2 separate regions of the Zea mays genome follow, and region 2 is linked to region 1. The links are chromatin contacts, called in public Hi-C maps. All regions are on one chromosome and are shown on one strand. The core of a region is the stretch at or near the end of the contact, and the rest is flanking DNA. Distances in the headings are between cores, read along the strand shown. Region 1 holds the start of LOC100285586 (RNA binding protein). Region 2 holds the start of LOC100381846.

Evidence for each region. Hi-C and Micro-C count contacts between places; a contact is called where the count stands out from the background.
Region 2: a contact with region 1 is called in a Hi-C map of leaf, with 7 times the contacts expected there. The contact joins the promoter of LOC100381846 here to the promoter of LOC100285586 in region 1. A contact is called at or near these places in 3 of 25 Hi-C or Micro-C datasets (ear, leaf and tassel).

The regions. Positions count from the first base shown.
Region 1 is chr8:134,116,424-134,119,923 of Zm-B73-REFERENCE-NAM-5.0, forward strand. It overlaps LOC100285586 (RNA binding protein), which reads right to left and starts at 1,275. Exons shown (of 4, transcript NM_001158477.2): 1 at 740-1,275. The coding sequence starts at 1,222.
Region 2 is chr8:134,529,506-134,533,352 of Zm-B73-REFERENCE-NAM-5.0, forward strand. LOC100381846 reads right to left here and starts at 1,434. Exons shown (of 16, transcript NM_001361545.1): 1 at 1,302-1,434; 2 at 938-1,217. The coding sequence starts at 1,197.

The sequences.
Region 1 (3,500 bases), core at 25-2,524:
GCTCGCCTTGGCGTCGCCTAGGCATCTAGGAGGTGGTTCAACGCCTTGTCTCGCCCTACCGCTTTAAGAACCATGGTTATTTGAACTTGTAGATGATGTTAATATATTTTTCTTAAGAAACTTTGTAAAAGTTAGAGAAAATTGACTTAGGACAAAGCCAAAGAAAAGCATAATTTGAAACGGGTGGAGTGGGAATAAAAAGCTACAGATAACTAAAACCGCCCATGAATATCAAGGGGGTCAAATGCTTTCATAGTTCACCATTAGCTAGAAACACTTCATTCCAGCATGACCCACATCTGATCTGACTGAACACCATTCAGCTCGTCCAAGTACCTTGACTTCATACTCTTAATCTGTTGATAGGCAATTTTCCAGCCAGTGAGACCACAAGCACATTCGCCCTAAAATGTTCTAACACCTGTATTACTCAAGCTAAAACAGATAAATCCATCTAACAGATACAACAATAGCTAGCAATTCAAGAATCCTCATTCTCCTCACTCTCCACCTAGCAAGCGTGGGAAAATCATAATCCCACATTCGCCCTGCCACCATCGAACAAACTGTGGTTGCCCCCATTTCTAACCCTAACCCCACGAAAAATCACCTCGAATGGAAGAAAGGGAAGAAGCCTTTTGATGGATTACGATTAATTAATGTTATCGAAAGTTGGAAACCCAGAATCAAATAGGGAAAAAAGAAAAAGCTTGGAAAAGACCCTTGTTAGTGCTACTACCATGTTATCTGGGGAGCGCCACTCGCCGTCAACCCACTCGAGGTGCGGGCGGACGTCGGCGGCGTCGAACTCCATGACCTCCCTGGTCTCCGGGAAGCATACCCTGACCTTGCTGGGCGCGCCGGCGCGGGCGAGGGCGACCCCGAGCCACCAGGCGTCGTCGATGAGCGCGTCGACGGCGGCGTGCTCCGCGGGCGGGGCCTCCGATGCGGGCGCGGGCGGCGGCGGTGGGCGAGGGCGAAGGCTCCGCGCCGGCAGTGCCTCCCGGAGCGGGCGGTCGGAGCCCTCGGACTCGAGGAGGGAGTCGTATTCGACGGTGTAGCCGCGGGGCTTGGCGCTGGGCCCCACGACGACGGCAGCGAAGTGGGCCCCGTGCAGGCCTGCCTCGTCGGGGACCACCTCCACGGGGTCGCCCGGGTTGAACCCCTTTGGCGTCTGCGGCGACGCCGCGTCGCGGCGGCCGGGGATTCGCGGCGACCGCATCGTGGCTAGCAGCGGTGGTGAGCTGGTGGCGCGGCGGGAGCAGCGTGCGGCAGAGGTACTGGAGTGGACTGACTGCTCCAGTCGAGGGCAACAATGGCAGAAGAGAACACGACAGCTACCAACTTGACGGCTTCCGCGGTTCCGCCGAGGCCGAAAGAAGACATCAGCCGTTGGATCGGCCACGTGGACGGACGGTCAGGTAACTGCTCTTTTAGAAAACAAATAGGCAGGAGAACTGCTAGTTAGAACATGTACTATAAAAATATCATATAATTTAAAAATGATTATATTTTATAGAATTTAGTGCACCAACAAAAACGTCTCGCTCCAACGATAAAACCTCAAATCTAGATTAATAGATTATAGAGCAGTCTACTACAGTGTAGTATATTTGAGACACTTGAAAGGGTGCACTATAGTTTTTTGACCAAATTTTACGAAATGTACCACTGTTGGAGTAGTTTTTCCTATATAGAACCTCATATTTCAATTTAAGGCACTAGTTTGAGATATTATTGGAGATACTCTTATGTGCTAGCAAAGTGTCTGTAGGTTCATACGTTTTACATCTATACTTGAGTTTAAAGTACGTAATATACTTCCTCCAAAATTTTTTTATATTTGTCGCGTTTAAGTTTAAAAATAAAATAACGGGTGAACAATATTTGAGAATGAATATAGTATATATGTTCTGTTGACTTGATAAATGTGAATGTGACTTTAAAACTAACAACCATGGTTCGCATCATTATTTATATAAATTTAGCTTTATATAGTTATACTCCCTCCGTCCCACTATATAAGGCGTAACCACCTCTGGTTCAAAGACCAAGAAATGCATTTAATTGTCTCTATACCACTGCATCGATATACGTATGCATAGAGAGAGCACGCCTTATATTGTGGGACAAGAATAAAAAGTGGTTACGCCTTATATCCTGAGACGGAGGGAGTATATACTCTAAAAAATCTAGTTTTTTTTTCTCACGGCGTCTTGCGGGAACGTAGACGGAAGAATTTAACAACTGAGAGAGCGAACAACGACGACGCAACGCGGTGGTGCGACGCCTCGTGGAGACGCTCGTGGGGACATCATCCTCTTCGTGTGGCGTTGAGGTTGAGGTCTTCGTCGTCGCGACCGCCATGGGTGGCGGCGGAGCCTCTGTGGAGGAGGGGATCGACACGTGACAGTTCTACTCCAAGGAGGTGAGCCGCCGCCTCCTTAACTTAGTCGAGTCCTGCTCCACATACGCCAAGGCCGCCCGCTCGAGGTTTAGCTTGCGGCGTGAGCGCCGGACAACCATTCATCTGTATTTGTTATTGAATTTATGGGCTTGGCCCAATTAAGAAATTCAATTAAATCCTAGAAAAATCATACAAATTCATGTACGGCAAGGTAATGGTGAAACCAATAGTCCCACATTGCTAGTCTAAATGGAGTCAGACTAGTTTATATATGGAGGCTTCCCTCTCCCACTAAGTCATGGTTGAGGGGAGAGAGGACGGAGTGCCACACGCGCACGTGAATGGTCTGCCAAAATCTAGCTCCTCGTCTTGCGAGGGCTCAACTTACTTTTGCTATTTTTATTTTGGTTACTTGGCTGTTAAGTTTAAAGCTCTATCCGATCATGATTAGAAAAGGATTTGAGCTCTTGTCGGATCGGATCGCGGGTCCTTATTGGTTCATGGACGTGGCCCTATATAAGGCGTCTGACAGCTATCGTCAGAATCATCCCAAACACGAGTTAGATTTTTGCCTCTGCTTACTACTGTGCTGCCATTGTAGTCCTCTTCATCCCGAGCACTGACATGCATCTGCGATTGGGAGAGCAGGTCTTTGAAACCTGCCGCCTTCGAAATCATGCACCGGGAGAAGGCAAATAAGGTTTTTGGTAAACGTTTTCACGCGACCGCTCACGCTCTCCTCCACGACTGCTGCCGACGTCATCAACCCTACCACTTCCCCACTGTCAATCAATATGTCTAATTAGTACATGTCAACCAATCTAACCTCATACTTTAGTTTATTTGTTGTTATAGATATGTTTTGTGTATTGCTTACTAACATGTTAGGGAAGAGACGACTACTTTATTTATCGTTGTTCATGATTTATATTCGAAATTTAATCTGAAATATGTATATTTCTTCAACATCTACTTCCTTAGATGAGATTCGAGTTACATCTAGAAATTGTGTGGTGACTGCAGCATGTGTGGGTTGGCTCTAGGTATGTATGACTTGAACGTTAGCCATTTGCACATCTATGCAATTCTTCTA
Region 2 (3,847 bases), core at 184-2,683, 410 kb after region 1:
TGACAATGTAACTTGCCAAGTTAGTTTATTTGATCAGCCAAATTTATTTAATCGTTATAATCAAGTTAATGAGCTGATACACACTGCATAAGACTTGTGGCAGGTTGGAATATGTGTGAGCCCAAGCGAGATACTTGGCTGAGACATCGACCACAGGATGCAACCGAGTCATGATTCGAGGTCATGAGGGAGCAATATAGTGTTTTCATCAAGTCAAAGCTACTAGCATGTATCTCCTGTTCAGGTTTGCATCCAGTATGGAGACTAGCTACCACATGAGGCATGCTTGAGTTCATGTGCGGGGAAAGGTCCAAAATAACAAAGTTAGTGTTTAGATGGTTTAGGGCCTGGTGCGGTGGTAGAGCCTACCGTCTGTAACCGGAAGGTCCCGGGTTCGAGCCCCAGCCTCTGCATATTATGCGGGTAAGGCTTGGCGCTTAAATATACCCTTTCCTAGACCTACACAGTGCGGGAAGCCTACGGCACTGGGTGCGCCCCTTTTTTTAGTGTTTAGATGGTGTTTCATGTCAAGATTGTTAACTTGACCTGACAGAAAATCTATATCTGATCATTGAACCCTCATAGGACTACTTTGGGACACGTGGGCGAGCCGAGAGTGCATGGAGCCAAAGGTGTCAAAAGCAAAGCTTCTGCATCGACAAAGAGAACCTAATCTTTGCTTTTTTGCACACTAATATGCATTAGGGATTGGTAATCTATGCTGTTTTGCGCTAAAAACAGTCCGCTCTCCTCCACGAAAGTGAGGAACCCCTGAAAACTAGTCGCACGAACTATAGTTATCGTGGTGTCGCGTGATCAATTTTTCATGGCAACAGTTGGCTATATATAAGAACTTATGACAGGTATCATTTCAAGAAGCAAAAAAAAACTAATAAACAAACAAATGAAGGAGCATGTGCATATGGAAGCTTCTAACCTCCAGTTCTCCTTGGGCTTGCACCCGGAGACGAGGTAGGCGACGAGGTCCTCCTTGGTGAGCGGCTCCGTCATCTGCACGACCTCCTCCGTCGGGGGGCTGGCCGCGACGGCCCCGCCGCGCCTCCTCCTTCTCCCCCTGCTGTCGGTCGGCGGGAGCCGAACCACCGCGAGCCCACTCCTCCTCCCCGCCGCCGCCGCGGGGCGCGCGCCGTCCGCCGGCGACACACGCGTGACCGCGAGCCGCGACGCCACGGCCATCGAATCAAACCGCCAACGCACTTGCCAAAATCCACCAGAAAGGAAGTCAGCGGGAATCGCGCAGCCCCATACGCGGGCGCCAGCCGTCGAACTGAACCACTCACCTCGCGGAGCTAGGCTAGGGTTCGCCGCCGTCCACTGCTGCAGCCTTTTCGCCTGCGCTACTTCCTCCGCAGTCACGAACTCACGACCGCGCGGGCCGAGCCCGATGAAGGAGTGTGAGTGAGACCGGGGGAGGAGGGGAGGGGGCAGCGCGTGCTGGTTACTTATAAAGCGGTGCTGTGGGGCCCGGGCGCCAGCGCCGTGTGAGCACGGCGCGTTGAAGTGCGCGTGGCACCCATCAATCCGCGAGACAATAGCGCCATCGGCATCGGCAGCAGAAGCTAGAAGCCGCCGGGGCGGCGGCGAGGAGGGAGGTGCGGCCGCCGGCGTCTTCGTCTCTGACGTGTGGGCGCGGCTGCCCTGCGGATTGTGGGCACTTTTTTAGTGGATCCAAAAAAAAAGTGGGGTGCACTTTTTTAGTGGTGGGACTCGGAGGCCCCTAATGATCCTGCCTGCTATTTCCAACTAATCAATTCGCAAATGCGGGACGATTCTACTCCAGATGCAGCACTGACCCTGCCGAATCATCACTGATGACGAAGACGATGATGAGATTGTACCCGGGCAAGGATCCTCTGCGGTGGCAACTGGCAACACAGTGGCAAGAGAGATGCGTGCTAGTGCTGCACGCCTGCACGCCTGCACCGCACCGCACCGCGCCGCGTGACGAGCGAGAGCGAACCTCGCGCATCTTCGCGGCCAGGTTCCCGCCGTGCGGGCGTGCTCAGAGCGAGCACGGAGCACATGCTGAGCATCAGGTGGAGCGAGCATGTGGGCTCTGCTGCAGCGCGTGCGCTTCTCTGATCTCTCAGACTCTGGCCTTGGATTGGATGGCATAGAGAATAGGGTCGCTCGAAGATCACCATCCAAGATGATGTGTTGCTGTTCCAACTCGTATTGGTCTTTGCCGGTGTAGTCAGGCCAGCCAGACGCGTACGTAGGGGTGATCCTTGAGAGACTGTACATATAGCAGAGGCCGCTCCTTGTGTCGACAATGAGTTTTTTTTGCTATTATAATACCCGTAATTAGTGGCTTCTCTACAATAGTACTTATAAATTGTATTTCTCTATAATGCTGCTTATAAGTGAGTACCTTCTTTAAAACAGGAACGGATCTGGGCCTTTTTTGGTGTCCATGACACCAATAAATTTTATTAATCTACATTAGAATATATGTTTGCTAGCACTTAAATGAATTGATGATTTTATAATTTAATTGAGATGACACCAATGATTGTTTTATCTAAATCCGCTCCTGCTTTAAAATAGTATTTCACTCTTATTTCATCTATTTTCTATTTTGTTTTTATTTTCTATCATTTGAAGCACATTTTATCTAGTTAGCTGCGAAGAGCAGGGCTTTTCCTGCCACCTGCAGCCTAGTGACAGCCTCACTGGGAACTTCTTAAACAAGTCAAACTTCTTAAGAATTTTTTCTAATCTTATCCAATTCATGTGTATTAGGAATAACCGAACAAGGCCTTAGATGGTAGAAAATAAAAGTAGGAAAATAAATTAAGAAAAGAAAATAAGAATTGGTGAAATACCACTTTGGAGAAAGTTTCTCACTTATGAATATCACTAGGTCAGTGCTCGTGCGTTGCAACGGGAATAAATAATATTTCGATAACTTATATATACAAATATGTGTTATGCAGTTATGAGATAGAGGATGACATCCGCAAGCTGTCCGTGATGACATAGAGATCACGTGGAAGCGAGAGCGCGGCCTGCAGATCGACGCAACGCAAACACGGCCTGCAACGCAAACGACAAGCGTGTGGCCTACAGATCGCCGCAACGCAAACACGGCCTGCAACGCAAACGGCAAGCGCGGCCGCACGCACTGCCCGTCCTTCATATATGTAGCAGATATTACGCGTTTGGTTGCTATATGGACGTGGTCTGGCTCGCACTGGCTAAGCAGGCCTGCCACTGGCAAGGCTTTTTACGGCTACAAGTCTGCTCTCTGTCTACCTCACGCACGGGAGCAGGCCACGCTAGGGCATCCAACGCGACGCATCCGGCCGTGCTGAGTGGATCGGCCACGATAGTGAGCCCTAAGGGCGAGTGCACGCAGACGTAGCCCCCACGCGCGCCGCACAGGAGGTGGACGTGCGACGGCGTGGCGCGGTGTCAGCACGGCGAACTAAGCGTCCTATCACGGGTCGAAGGATGCTGCACACCAGAGACACAGGGACAGCCGGAGCCCGCCGAGGGAGGAGAAAGGGTGGTGCAGGAGCTATATAGCGCGTAGAGGAGAGCCCGACCACCATGGCTGAGGCTGCTCGCCGATGGATGACGCAGCGATGGATGCCGCAGCCCGGCCACCATATAGGGCAACAAGTGCGCAATGGGATATGAAAGGAAGAGAGAGGAAGACTCACCGGAGGACGCTTCTCACCTTGGCGAGCTTGACCGCAGGAGGCCGCGGACGGTTACCGGCCGATCCGAGCGCACCACGATGCGCTAGCTTGAGCTTGAGCGCAGGATGTTGGTGCCGACCGCCGGAATGGCTGTGTCGACGGCGAGCTCTGAACGTTCGTGG